Linked DNA regions of Mus musculus: region 1 is linked to region 2. The links are chromatin contacts, called in public HiChIP or PLAC-seq maps. All regions are on one chromosome and are shown on one strand. Each heading gives the region's core, a stretch centred on a gene start, on an enhancer-like site or on the middle of the called end of the contact. The rest is flanking DNA. Distances are from core to core; before and after follow the strand shown. Region 1 holds the start of Fam136a (family with sequence similarity 136, member A). Region 2 overlaps Add2 (adducin 2 (beta)).

What was found. HiChIP or PLAC-seq counts read pairs in DNA pulled down with a chosen protein or histone mark.
Region 1: a contact with region 2 is called in an H3K4me3 HiChIP or PLAC-seq map of forebrain, with 5 times the contacts expected there. The contact joins the promoter of Fam136a here to the enhancer-like site in region 2. A contact is called at or near these places in 12 of 39 promoter capture datasets (the C10 cell line, the HPC-7 cell line, cranial neural crest and 6 more), 8 of 484 Hi-C or Micro-C datasets (B cells, the G1E-ER4 cell line, bone marrow-derived macrophages and 5 more), 26 of 115 datasets of contacts at active chromatin or transcription factors (the 230-238 cell line, acute myeloid leukemia, bone marrow-derived macrophages and 19 more) and 2 of 9 other capture datasets (adipose tissue and liver).

What each region holds. Positions count from the first base shown.
Region 1 is chr6:86,360,736-86,367,213 of GRCm38.p6, forward strand. Fam136a (family with sequence similarity 136, member A) reads left to right here and starts at 4,911. Exons shown (of 3, transcript NM_025591.3): 1 at 4,911-5,084; 2 at 5,875-6,015. The coding sequence starts at 4,998.
Region 2 is chr6:86,101,054-86,107,999 of GRCm38.p6, forward strand. It overlaps Add2 (adducin 2 (beta)), which reads left to right. Exons shown (of 16, transcript NM_001271857.1): 9 at 102-200; 10 at 3,429-3,605; 11 at 4,994-5,251; 12 at 6,302-6,421; 13 at 6,844-6,933. Among named protein-coding and RNA genes, the nearest start is that of Add2, 76 kb to the left of the region's middle. Within about 2 kb of position 2,023, at least 47 of the 459 cell types and tissues checked have an H3K27ac peak or open chromatin away from gene starts, as enhancers often do. A contact at or near this core is called in the G1E-ER4 cell line, cerebral cortex, forebrain and 1 more, where this site is marked.

The DNA.
Region 1 (6,478 bases), core at 3,661-6,160, 260 kb after region 2:
TAAGGTTTGGATCCATGTCCACCAAAGGCCCCTAGTCTGTGGTGCTGCCCGGAGATGGTGGACCTTTAAGAGGTGAAACCCAGTGGGAAGAAGTGAAGTGTCCTTGAAGGACTCCAGCCCCTCCTCTCAGCTTCCCAGCTGCACACTTTGCCATGGTATGCTGCCTCCCACGGGGCCAAAGGTAGCAGGCGATTGGCCTTGAGCCGAAACCACCAAATCCCTGAGCCAAGGAAAGCTTCCCTCCCTTCTGAGTTGATAGGCTCTGTCGCTGACTCTCACAGCCTCAGAAGCAGTCTCCCCTTCGCTCCAACACTTCCACGTTTGGTTCAAGGGGGTCTCAGCATCTTTGATAGGCCACTTGGGGAACAAAGTTGATGGGAATCACAGAGATGGATGAACAGTTCATCGTACGGGTGAAGAAATCAAGTCTCAGACAGAGAAAAGCCTAAGGTCAGCCCAGAAACAAAGGCTTCCGCCAAAGTTTCACGAACAGACCTTGCTGCACTGAGAAGCAGGCAAGAGTACAGCAGACAGACTCAGGTCTTGAGTCTGCAGAGGCTAGAAGAGGTAGTCAGATCGCCTGGAACTGAGATCTAGACAGTTGTGAGCCACATGTGGGTGCTGGGAATGGACCTGGGTCCCCTGAAAGAACAGGATATGCCCTTGGCTGCCGAGTCTTTCTCTAGGCTCCCACTTCCTTTATTAGACTTTATTAGAGGACAAAACAAACCTTCCCTCCCTTCAGTTGATCCTTTAAGATTTATTCATTTTATTTCATGTGTATGAATGTGCTTGCATGTATGTCTGCATCCTGTGTGTATGCAGTACCGGAGAGGGCCAGAAGAGGATGCTGGTCCTCTACAACCTGAGTTTCAGATGTTTGTGCAGGTGCTGGGAATCAAACCTTGGTCGTGTGCAAGGGTAGCCAGTGCTCTCGCCTGCCGAGCCAGCATCTCCCCAGCCCCTCAGTTCACCTCTTTTCAGGTATTTTGTCCCAGGAACAAAACTAGAACGTACATGCTGGTCACAGCCCGCTCCATGCACTGTTATCCAGGCCATCGCTGTGTCTGCTCTGACAGCCACACTAATAAGAGAGTGAGAGAAAGAAACACAACATTTCCAGCAGCAATAATAACTGTTTACCTTGTTTCTTACAGACACCATCTCAAAGCCGCCGCCACACCTAGGAATTAATCATGCCGTCCACACTTTACAGAGGGAGGAAGGGTGGCTGCACCATCACTGTGGAGGCTGCATACTTAGAGGCTGAGAACACAGACAGCAGTTTGATGCTCAGCCTAAGATGGAATCTGCAGACTGTGTTTCCTCGGCTCCAGACTTCATTAATCTCCTGGCCATAATACATAGTGAAAAAGCACAATCCGGGAGCTGGAAAGATGGCTAAGCAGATCAGAACACTGCTTTCGCAGAGGACTGACTTCAGTTCCCATTGCCAACACCAGGAAGCTTACAACCACTTTCAGAGGACCCAGCATCCTCTTCTGGCCTCTGCAGGTGCCACACACAGGAGCACACACACATATACACGTGCACACAAACTTAAAATTAATTTCAAAGATAACTTTTAAAGGGTGGTTGTTTACTCTTGCAGAGGACACTGTTTACTTCCCAGAATCCACACAGTAACTCACAAATGCCCCTGACTCCAGTTGTAAGTGATCCAAACCCTCTTTTGGCATCCAAGGGCTCCTGAAGGCATTTGATCCAGATATCTGCATGCATGCTCTCTCTCTCTCTCCCCCTCTCTCTCTCTCTCTCTCTCTCTCTCTCTCTCTCTCTCTCTCACACACACACACACACACACACACACACACACACACACACACCTGGAATAAACTCTTTCACAAAACAGTTATTTGACCATTATGTACTAATCCAGGGCCTTTGCTCCACCATGATCTTTTCTGCTTCAGCTACTCCAGCACTGGTTGCACTACAGAGACCTCTCACAGAGGCATCAGAAACACTGACTGCTTCCTGCTGCTGTGTGGCTTCCTGCCACTCACACTGAGTCTTGGAGTGCTTTCGGTCTGCCTAAGCCCCTCTATCACAAAGTGCACCATATGATCATTACCCTCTGAAGTCTGGTCACCTTCTTAGGATTGCAAAGTTATATAGGCCCTTTCCCTGGAGTATTCAACCTATCTTAAGGTTCTGTTGACAATTACCCCCTCCCTTCCCTAGCTAGGTCTTGCTCAAGTCTTAATATTTGATTCTAATCTCACTCCTCTTCCATTTTCTATACAGTCACTGGATATATGGTTGGGGTAGAGACCACATAACCCACCCCAAGAAGAAGAGGAGAAAGCTTCCCTTTAAAACCCAGAGAGCACCAGGAGGGTGATATCACATGCCTTCAGTCCCAGCACTCAGGAGGCAGAGGCAGAGGCAGAGGCAGAGGCAGAGGCAGAGGCAGAGGCAGAGGCAGAGGCAGAGGCAGAGGCAGAGGCAGAGGCAGAGGCAGAGGCAGAGGCAGAGGCAGAGGCAGGGAAGGATCTCTGTGAGAGTGAGGCCAGCTTGGTCTACATAGTGAGTTCCAGGACAGCCAGGGCTAGTAAAAAGTGAAACCCTGTCTCAAGCAAATAAATAAATACTAAAATATAAAAAAATTAAAATTAGAGAGGCGCTTTATCATGAGAATAAGATGAAGCTGGAGAGATGGCTTAGTGGTTAAGATCATTATCTACTCTTGCATAGGACCCAGGTTCAATTCTCAGCACTCACATGATAGCTCACAAACACCAGTAATTCAAGTTCCAGAGGGTCTGACGTTCTCTTCTGGCCTCCATGGGCCCCTGCATGCATGTGATGCACACACATATAATCAGGCACACACATACACATAAAATAAAAATAAACATATTTTAGAAGAGAATCAGAGGAGAGAAGAGGACAGCTGTCATGAGAGGAATGGGTGGGGTCAAGGAGTCTCTTCAGAGACATCCCAGGAATGAAGGACATATGAGACTTTTATGTCAATTTTAAGGAACATTTCACACCTGTGATTTGGTTCAACACAGCGTCCATGGCAAAGAGCTCGGAGGAGCCAGGTATAGGTTAGGACCTGTAATCAGGGAATACTCTAAGAGCACGGCACAGATAGCTAGCTTCTTAACTCTTGGTCCTACAGAGAGCTGCAGAGAGGCATGGCCTGTTGTCTTCAAGCCGTTAGATCCAGTCTTTAAAGAGTGACCACTGTCTTACAGGGGCAGGTTCCTCACATGTCAGGAGTCACTTTCCATAAACATCAAAGAACCACTCGTCTTGCCATACTGAAACTAACAAAGTTGTCTTACCAAAGGCTTCCCACCAGATCTCAGTGTGACTAACAGCATTACTGTAGAAGCAGCTGCTGAAACTACCATGATACACATTAGAAATAAAGGAGAAAGTGAGAAGTGTTAAACTGTGCCTTTATTAGAAAGAATTTTCTATGGAATCTGGAATCATGAAGTGAGTCTCAAGAGTCTTGCCACAGTCTGGTGTCTTCGCGGCTGAGGCAGCCATCTTGCCCTGCTAGGATTTAAATATTCCAGAGTCTTCCCCTCCCTTTGCTTTGACTTTGTGCACAGTGAGAGAAAAATGGACACTGAAGGGTCCGCTTCAGACCCCATTCAAAGTACTTGCAAAGCACCTGGTCTGTTGGGTGACCACTGCCATCGCCCTGGCTCCAGCTGCTCCTGGAAGATCCCTGTAAGTCCGGCTTCAAGTAGTGGACACATTTTATCCCCAACCCTGGTATCTGAGAGAGGGAAAGCCCAGCCATGGAGGAACACAGCTTTTCTCAAAGGACAATGGGTTGTGTGGCTTTTCCTACCCTCAAAACAGAGCTAGCCTGCCATCTAGTGGCGAATCACAGCAAGTGCCTAAAATCTCAAGCACTCTTCACACGCTAGTCTTTTTTTTTTCGTTCCAGGCTATTCCACAAAGCTTCAACCTTTTTTTTCTGTTTTGCCCTCTGAAGCTTCCCGTACCTGCCTGTCATTCTTTTCCTTCTCCAGAGTGCCAGGCAAGGGCCTTCTAGTTCAATACAAAAATTCAATGCTAGCTCGCCGAGAGAGATTTCCCGAAACACTCGAACTTTCCCTTATCTCTATGGGACCACTTATAGCCCAAGCTCTTCTAACGCAGCCTTTAGTAGCCCTCTTCCTAACCTAATGATGCTCCCCTCTGCATCGGCCCATGGGAAGAAGGGACCACTTGTGTTTCAGAGATGACTGCATAAGACAGTAGAAATGGGAACACGAGAGCACATGGCTGACAGAACCAATCCATTCAGAAACAGCTCGCCCTTACTCAACGGTCTCGCTATCTACAGCCCCTCCATACCCCCACACTACTCTTGAGACAATCTAGAATACCGTACCCTTTACTCGCAGTAACTAGTAACTCGGCATAAATGTTCACCAGCTGGGGAATTGACAAAGCAAATTGTGGTATGTACATTTAATGAAATTCTGTTCGGCAACAAAAAGAAACCAAGACAAAGATAGCAATAATAAAATCTGATCGAGCTGTACAAGAGCTGCTAATTACATTCGCTTTTTTAAAATTGGGATTGACAGAGGGAGAGAGAGAAAGAGAGGAAGAAAAGAAGTCAGACGACGAAGAGATCTTTGGCCACCAAAAGCCTGGCTCCACGGAAGAACCAGCGGCGCGCCCGCTGTCTCCTGCCTGAAGTTGCTTAACCTAGACGCCAGGGGGCGATGAGGATGCGGGAACGGGAACGCTTACTGAGGACAAGGGCGCAATGGCCAGGGGCCAGGGCGAGGTACTCGGAAGACTGTGCGGTGACTCGGTGGGGGGTCGGGCTCAGCGCAAAGGGGCGGGACTCACTAGCTAGGGGCGGGGCGCAGCCGAGGGCGGGGCGAAGCCGGAGGGTGGGACTCAGTGGCTTGAGAAGCCCGCACGGGCGCAGGGGGCGGGGCGCAGCGGGTGCACACGCGGGCGCCGGCGCGGCTGAGCTCAGGGTCGCCATGGCGGAGGTGCAGCAACTCCGAGTGCAGGAGGCTGTGGACGCCATGGTGAAAAGTGTGGAGAGAGAGAACATCCGGAAGATGCAGGTAGCGGCGCGGTCCGGCGCCCAAACGGGATTGGAAACTCGGGCGGGGGTGGCGCGGTGACGTTCGAGCTCCGGGCCTCGCGTGGGGCGGTTTCCTCCCACCTGGCCTCGGTGACGAGCGTTCGGCCGCCCCTGAGGTGATCTGGCGCGAGGCTCGGAGGGACCGGCCCAGGAGAACCACCAGACCGAAATCCCTTCGGGCCGTCCTGCGCTGATTTAGATGCCACGAACCCTGAACGCCCGTGAGCGTGGGCCCCGTCTCCCTCACCCTACTGGCCTCGCTTAACTTCACCCCTTAATCACCCTCTACTGTTTCGATCGCCTTGTGGGGCGTTGACTAGCCAGGCCGACCTCTGAACTCTGCTACAGAAATACAAAAACTGATTTTCAGAACGTGGTTTCTTCCGGTTCAGTCTTGGGTACATTATCTTATCAGTGAGCTCATAGCAGCACACAGGGTCTCTTTTAACCCAGGTTGACTTCCAACCCCCGATCTTCCTGCCTTCACCTTTGGAGTGCGAGGATTACAGGCATGGGCCACCACCCTGGCTTTGTGCTGTGCGGAATGGAACGCAAGGCTTTCTTAGAACTAGCAAGCGCGCTCCCAAGAACATATATCCCCATCCTACAAATGTTAGGCCTGGTAACCGTCCCAGTCTTACGAAGTCCTGATGATACGGCGGGAAAAATAAAACAAAACAGGTAGAGAAGCATGGCCTCCAAGGCCTTGTCCTTCGAGAGCTGTCCTCAGAGTCTTTCCAGTCTCACCAGGCTCTGTCTTCGCTCCCCAGGGCCTCATGTTCCGGTGCAGCGCCAACTGCTGTGAAGACACCCAAGCATCTATGCAGCAGGTGCACCAATGCATCGAGCGCTGCCATGCGCCTCTGGCTCAAGCCCAGGCTCTGGTCACCAGCGAGCTGGAAAGGTTCCAGGTCAGGAATGCCTCACAGCTCCCAAGTCCTTGAACAGCAGCTCCTTGGCAGGGGATGAGAAACACTCGTTCTGCCTTAGGTCCTGTCAACACTGGTGGGAGCCCTGGTGTCCGTGAGGGTTGATATTCTGGAAGAAGCCCTGGGTGTGCTGTTAAGTTGTGCTATATTTGCCACAGAAACAGTAATATAAAAGAAAGTTACCAAGGGGGTTTCTAACCAAGCACCTTTATGCCTTTTTGATGTACCAAATACAATCTATGTTGTGTTGTATAAAATTCCTTAAAATGTATATTAATTTGGGGCTGTAGAGATGACTCAGCATTTAAGAGTACTAGCTGCTTTTCCAGAGATTCAGTTCCTAGTACCCACCTAAATGGTGGCTCACAGTTATCTGTAATTCCAGTCATAAGTGATCTGAAGCCCTCTTTGGCCCTCTGCGGGCACTGCACAAATGTGGTGCACA
Region 2 (6,946 bases), core at 773-3,272:
GGTGGCTGGTACCTTGCTCCACGGATCCATCTTGGCTGGCTGGTGGATGGGGGGTGGGGGATTTCAAAGCCGGGTTTGACTGGTTCTTTCCTCCTCCACAGATTCTGGTGCTAAGAAACCATGGCATGGTCGCCCTGGGTGACACCGTGGAGGAAGCTTTCTACAAGGTCTTCCATCTGCAGGCTGCGTGTGAGGTACAGGTATGTGAGGTGCCCTGGGAAATGAGCTTAGGAGCTGGCTTTGATGGGGGTCCTGGGAACTGTAAGGTCCTGACCTCCTAAACTGCTTTATCACCCTGCCTGTCACTGCTTTCCTTACACTCCTGCCGTTTCCTGCTTACAATGGGATCTGTACTCTGGAAAGACCATCACAACATCTAATTGGCACTACTCAAATCTAGGGGACCTGAGATCAGGATGGGGGAAACCATCACCAGGCACATAGAAGCCACACCTGGTCATCTGATGTGGCTGTTGCACCAAGCTGTACTAGGGGACACAGAGAAAGGGTGCTCTCGTTTCGCCAAGGAATGGGATGGAATGAGAGCAGGCTGTACATGGGCAGGCATGGAAAGAGGAGCGACAGTGAGCCAGTCAGTGTTGTCATGGCAACCCGAACAGCCAAGCTACCCTTTAAAGGTATATAGGGAGCCAGCTCATATCTCAATCCCCTCACTGGGAAGGGACAGTTAGTTGGGGAAGGTCAATGACCTTGGAGCCCATGAAGCTCCAGGAATGCTGGTTTACAGGCAGCTCTGTGGTGAGGGTCAGCCAAGAGCATGTACAATGTGGTGTCCGAGTTGGTGGGATAAGGGGTGTGCTCATCCAGCCTTGGATAGATTCATGACCAGCCCTGGCTGTGTACCTTTGAGGCAGAGATGTGCCCTCTACAAGCCGATTGTCTCCATGTTGGCATGGGTCAAAGCTGACTGGGAGGAATGGCCTCTCCAGGCTAGGAGAGGTGGTGACACTACAGAGGCTGCGGTTCTAGGACAAGCCAGCTCTCTGTAAGTCCCACGTGGTGCCCTCCTGCCTCACTCTGGCGGGCCAGGCAGAACAGCACTGAAGGAAGGGTCGCTCCCTCCCTCAGTGTCACTTGTGGTCAGCTCAGCCCTGCCACATGAGGGAGGTGGGAGAGCCCTGTGGTACCCTTACAGTGGAGTGCTGCAGAGACGATTGTAAGTCTGGAGATGAATAAATGTTACGTGGAATGGAGTGGGTGAGGCGCCCAAGAAACAGCAGTGTTCAGAATTAGACTCTGAGGCCTGGATCCAGGTCATGTCTCTGATGTGGTACCTTCTCCCTCAACTAAGAATTCTGACCGATCTGGCTACTGACTGGCATCAGAACTGGCTGAGCCTTCATGATCAAGGGAAGACTCTCTCTGCCTTTCCTCATACTGAACTGAAAAGGGTTCCCTAACACGCCTTTCCAGAAGCTTCCCTGAGAAAATAGCACACAGGAAAAGCTCTTCTCTCCAGAGCTATCTCAGCACTCTGCACAAATGGAGAGTCACTGCTGTGTCCCCTACACAGTGAAACGTCTTCTCCCATTTCAGACCTCAGAAGTGGCCCCTGGGCAGTTTAACCCCCTGACCTGTAGCCATAGGGCAGAGCTGTTCGTTCTGGTCATAACAGCCTCCTGGCTGCTGTCACCTGCTCAGGGCTAGTTTGATGTGTCTTTGCTCTCCCACGTCCCTCTGGCAACCAACCCAGGAAAGGGCCAGTGTCTCCTCATCAGTTTTATGGATGGAGAGGCTTCTAGAGGGAGGGGATGGACTAGAAGACATGGAGGAGCAGAAGCAAAGACTAAGGCATCAGTGAGCGCAGGGTCAAGGCCTGCAGCTACCGCCAGGATTGCACTCTGGTAGCCAGCTCTGAAGCTTCATGTCCGCCAAGGGCCCTGATTCCTCCCTCAGTGACCTTGGTGGACAGGGGAATGTGACTGTGGCCATGTCTGTGGTCCAAGCCTAGGCGCCTGCTCTGCTCTCCTGAGCACAGTATATTCTTTGCCTATTGGTTTAGAGTTCTGGAAAAAAGTGGGTCATTCCTCACTGAGAGGCAGATGGGAGGCACAGGCAGTTCTTCCCCATCTGCTACCCATCGCCATGGAAACTGCTGGAAGAAGAGATGGAAGGAGGCAGCTTGGGCAAGGCTGTGGGTGCTCTCTCCCTTCTTCCTTCTCCATTAACAAACAGTCCCAGGGAGACTGCCTTTCATTATCAGAGTGTTAAATTAGCAGTAGCATCCATGTGCTGCACCTGAGGCTGCAGAACATTATAGATGCCTTACCATCACCTTAAGAGATTCCTCACAAGGTAGAGCATTGCCATATTTACTTGATGGATGTGGAAACTGAACACAAAGATGCTAAATAGCTACCCAAAGTCACAGGGTGAGGAGGTGGTGTAACACACCCAGCCAGCCTGGTACCCACTCAGGCCTATCATTTACACACACCCTAGCACTGTCTCTCCAGGGCATCAAGGGACAGTGGGGACAGTTAAAGACATGCATACATATATCCTGAGTATAAAGGCACTGGGAAGTGTTGTGGTGTCCTCCTGTTCCAGGGTGATGGGGCTCGCCTGAGGAAGTCTGATGAGCTGACCTCCACTAAGCAGGGTTAGGGCTGTCTATTGGTGCAGGAGAATGCTCAAAGCTCATATGCCTGCATCTGTCGGTAAACTAAATGGATTCCTTTATCTCTGGTTGAAACAAACACCACCAAAACCACAACCCAAACTCTCAACCCATCCTGAAACATCAGGCACTGCAGATTAGATCATCAGAGTATGGCTCTGATAAGTGAGCTTGTGTGCAGACATCAGTCTTCTCGGATGTGAGGGTGTGAGCACACTGCTGTGTCAACGTGGCTTAGCTCTACCTCTCTCTTTCTCCCCAAAAACCCAAACCTGACTCAGGACATCTGAATGGTAGGGATGCAAATTGGGAGTGGAGGTTAGATGTGTGGATGCTTTTAAGGTTAATCTAAATTGCCCACATTGTACACACACCTCTGTCCTAATTGTTAAGTGTGCTGCCTGAAGCCACCTGCACTGCCCCCTCTTCTTCTCTGAGGCATTATGACCTAGGTACCATTTAGTTCTCTGGGGTGCTACATCCTAGGTACCATTTTTCTTCTCTGGTGTGTTGTATCTGGGATGATGAGCATTCGGTCCTCTGTGCTGTCTCATCCAGGGTTTTAACACTTGTTATTTCTTCCTCTCTGGGTTCTCCGGGAACCGAGCCCACAGAGGGGTTACTGACGCTGTGCTCCATGACAATGAATGCTCCGCAAGTGTTCAGATATCTTCCTCTAGTTCCCTAGGCCTTTCTGGAGCCTGAGTTCTCTGTGACCCCACTGACCTCTGGTGCACACCACAGCAGTTTCAAGGACTCCACACACCCGTGTGCTGATTCTCCGCAGGTGTCGGCTCTGTCCAGTGCTGGGGGCACTGAGAACCTCATCCTCTTGGAGCAAGAGAAACACCGGCCGCACGAGGTGGGCTCTGTGCAGTGGGCCGGCAGCACCTTCGGGCCCATGCAGAAGAGCCGGCTGGGAGAGCATGAATTTGAAGCCCTCATGAGGATGCTGGACAATTTAGTGAGTGTCTTGGTGCTGTCCTTCAGACCGCTCCATGGAAGCTGAGCCCCCATAGCCAGACATCTGAAAGCACTGGGGATGCACAAGAACCACCTCTGTCATGGTTTAGTTAGTGAAGGCCTCTGAGTTTGTGTTCACTTGAACAATAGCTGCACTTTCTCCAGTACTTGCCTTTTCTCCCTCTGCTAAGTGCTGAGACATCCTCACGTCTGCCTATGCTCTCCATGGGATGGATTTGCAATGAGATGTGCTTTTGGTGGTGAGAGGGGACTCCTGGCTCTGTGTGCTGAGTCATTGTTTTCAAACGAAGCACCAGGCCTTTGCGGCTAGCTTCCATAGGAATTGTTTCAGAGCTTTGAGAGAAGCAGACAATTCTATTTAAAATTTCAGAGAAGAAAGAAAGGAGGGCTCTAACCCGATCAGACTTCACTGTGAATGTTGGAGAAAGGTGCTGTGAATGAGCCAGCACTTCCACCAGCTCTATACAACTCAAGTTACTATCATAAGTAACTTGAGTTTTTTTTTTTTTTTAAACTAATGTGTAAGGTAGCATGGGTTTCCTCGTGGCAATATCACACATGTATAGCCTTCTACACAGTTCTCATTCCTCCCAACTGGCTACTGGCCCCACCCATTGTCCCTCTAGTTGTCCCTCATCCCTTCTCAGTCCCCACTTCTGCTTTCACATGGCATTATACATCACTCTCTGTGTCTTGCTCCTTTAAGACCTCTTCCTCCCCCAATCATGGTCCTCTTTCCAGTTTTAAGACTTGCAAGCACACATACACATGTGTACACATGCACATGTATATAAGGACACACACACTTATGATTTTAAATCTGTTGTTTGTATCTTAATGTTAGCTACTTTAAAAACATATTGGACACTGGAAGTTTAGCTCAGTATAGACTGTCTGGTATTGCATGATGTGCTAGGCCCCAGCACTGCAAAATTATACATCATCATCATCAAAAGCAATACTACTTACAAATTCATCAAAATCATGAGCATTGAGCAGACCTCATTATTTTTTTAAACTTTTGTGTGCTGAGAATTAAACTCAAAGTTTCACATGTACCAAGCAGGCATTCTACCAAGGAGCTATACTGCCCAGCCTTTTTGTTCACACTTTGAGACATAGGCTCACTAAGTTACCCAGTTAGCCTTGTGCATGCTCTGTAGCCCAGGCAGACCTTGAAGTTGTCATGCTCCTGCCTCAGCTTCCTGAACAATTGGGATGACAAGCCTAAGTGACTAGGCCCATCTCAACTTGAAAGCCCTGTAACCTAGGCCTGGCTGCTCAGTTGTCTGGTGGATATTTGGGGTTGACAAGTCTGGGTGTAGACCTCTGTCCTCTCCAGCACCTGGTTCTGTTTTGTCCTCTTAGGGCTACAGAACAGGCTATACGTACCGCCACCCCTTTGTCCAAGAGAAAACCAAACACAAAAGTGAAGTGGAGATCCCAGCCACAGTCACTGCCTTTGTGTTTGAAGAGGATGGAGTCCCAGTCCCCGCCCTGCGCCAGCACGCCCAGAAGCAGCAGAAGGAAAAGACCCGCTGGCTTAACACTCCCAACACCTACCTGCGGGTGAACGTGGCTGACGAGGTGCAGAGGAACATGGGCAGTCCCCGACCAAAGACCACGGTAAGAGGGAGGTGGGGCTGGCCTGAATGGGGAGGGTTGCACTGATGGGAGGCCAGTCACACAGTTTTCATCCACCTTCCTGGACGCTGTGCTCAGGCCCAGGGCCCCTAACACCCCTTTCTAGTGCCCCTGTATTGAGGTTTAAGGCACAAGGAGCAGATTTCTCCAGAGGGTAACAGGATTGGGCCACTTCCATGAGCACAGATTCAAGAAAGATTGGGGTCTCTGTTTCACCCCATACCCACAGGGGGCTTTGGGACATTCCTGGGCAACATGCCAAACCCTGGGCCTGAGGTCTGACACAAACCTAGGAGAAGGACAGGTTGATCTCTTTTCTCTCTCCCTTTTTCTCACTCACACCGATCTCTATTTGATTTTTTTTCTTTCCCGTTTTTCATAGATAAATGTTTTTTTTTTTCTTGGCATGTATGTACATGGGTTCCCATGTATGTGACTCAGGTTGATGTATGGAATCATCTTCAATAGCTCTTCTATCTTATTCTTTGAGAATAAGCCCATAGCTTGCTGATATTGTTAAACTCACTTAGGATCCCCTGTGTCTACCTTCTGAGTTATGGGTGAGCCACCACACCCATCTGGGTTCCTGGGGATCCAAACACAGGTCCTTGAGCTTGAAGGGCAGGTTCTGTAACCACTGGGCCATCTCTCCTGGACCAACTCTATTTGATTTTTTTTTTCCATTAACAAAAAAGTAGCCACAGTCAATCAGAATAGACCTCCACCAAATGCAAATCCAGTTACCTGAAAGAAACTGGAGCCCAGTCACAGCCTGCCCAAGCTTCAGCCCTGGTTTGTGTGTGTGTGTGTGTGTGTGTGTTTTGTTGTTGTTGTTGTTGTTGTTATTGTTTTGTGGTCCACCGGCCTTCCTTGATGACTGCATCATCTAACACTCATCTTGGCTCTGATACAAGAGATAACTCTGAGCGACTTGTAGACCTTCAATGCTGGTGGGTGGGGCACACAGTGGGAGGGCCTCCCAGTGGGAGGGGCCCCAGTGGACCACACCCAACTCCTTACTTGCCTTGTCAGTGGATGAAGGCTGATGAAGTGGAAAAGTCCAGCAGCGGCATGCCCATACGGATTGAAAACCCAAACCAATTTGTGCCTCTCTACACTGACCCCCAGGAAGTTCTGGACATGAGGAACAAGGTGAGCCTGCTCTCCTGCCTGCTTTTCTGAGGGACCCTGGGATCCCAGAAGTACAAGCCAAGTTCCTGGGTTAGGGGAACTCATCAACACCCCTGGTGTGAGACTGTATTGATGACATCCTGGGCTCAGTGCCTCGTGCAGGACTTACACAGTCCTATGGTCCTCTGTGGCCCACTTAAGGAGCAGGGCACTTGCTTTACACATTAGGTGTGTCTAAAAGACATGTCCACAGAGTGGCCTTTTGTGAGCTCAGAGTTGCTCCAGGCCAGGTATGGAGGCAGCCCTCAGGAGGGCAGATTGTATTGGAGCAGAGAGGATAGACTGCTAACCATACAAGACCTTATTCAGACTCATCACAGACCTCACTGGACATCAGAGAGCCCTTCCATGCTCTGACCCCTTTTTCTCCCCTTTCCACATAGATTCGAGAGCAAAACCGACAAGACATAAAGTCAGCCGGGCCTCAGTCTCAGCTCTTGGCCAGTGTCATCGCAGAGAAGAGCCGGAGTCCGGTACAGCAGAGAC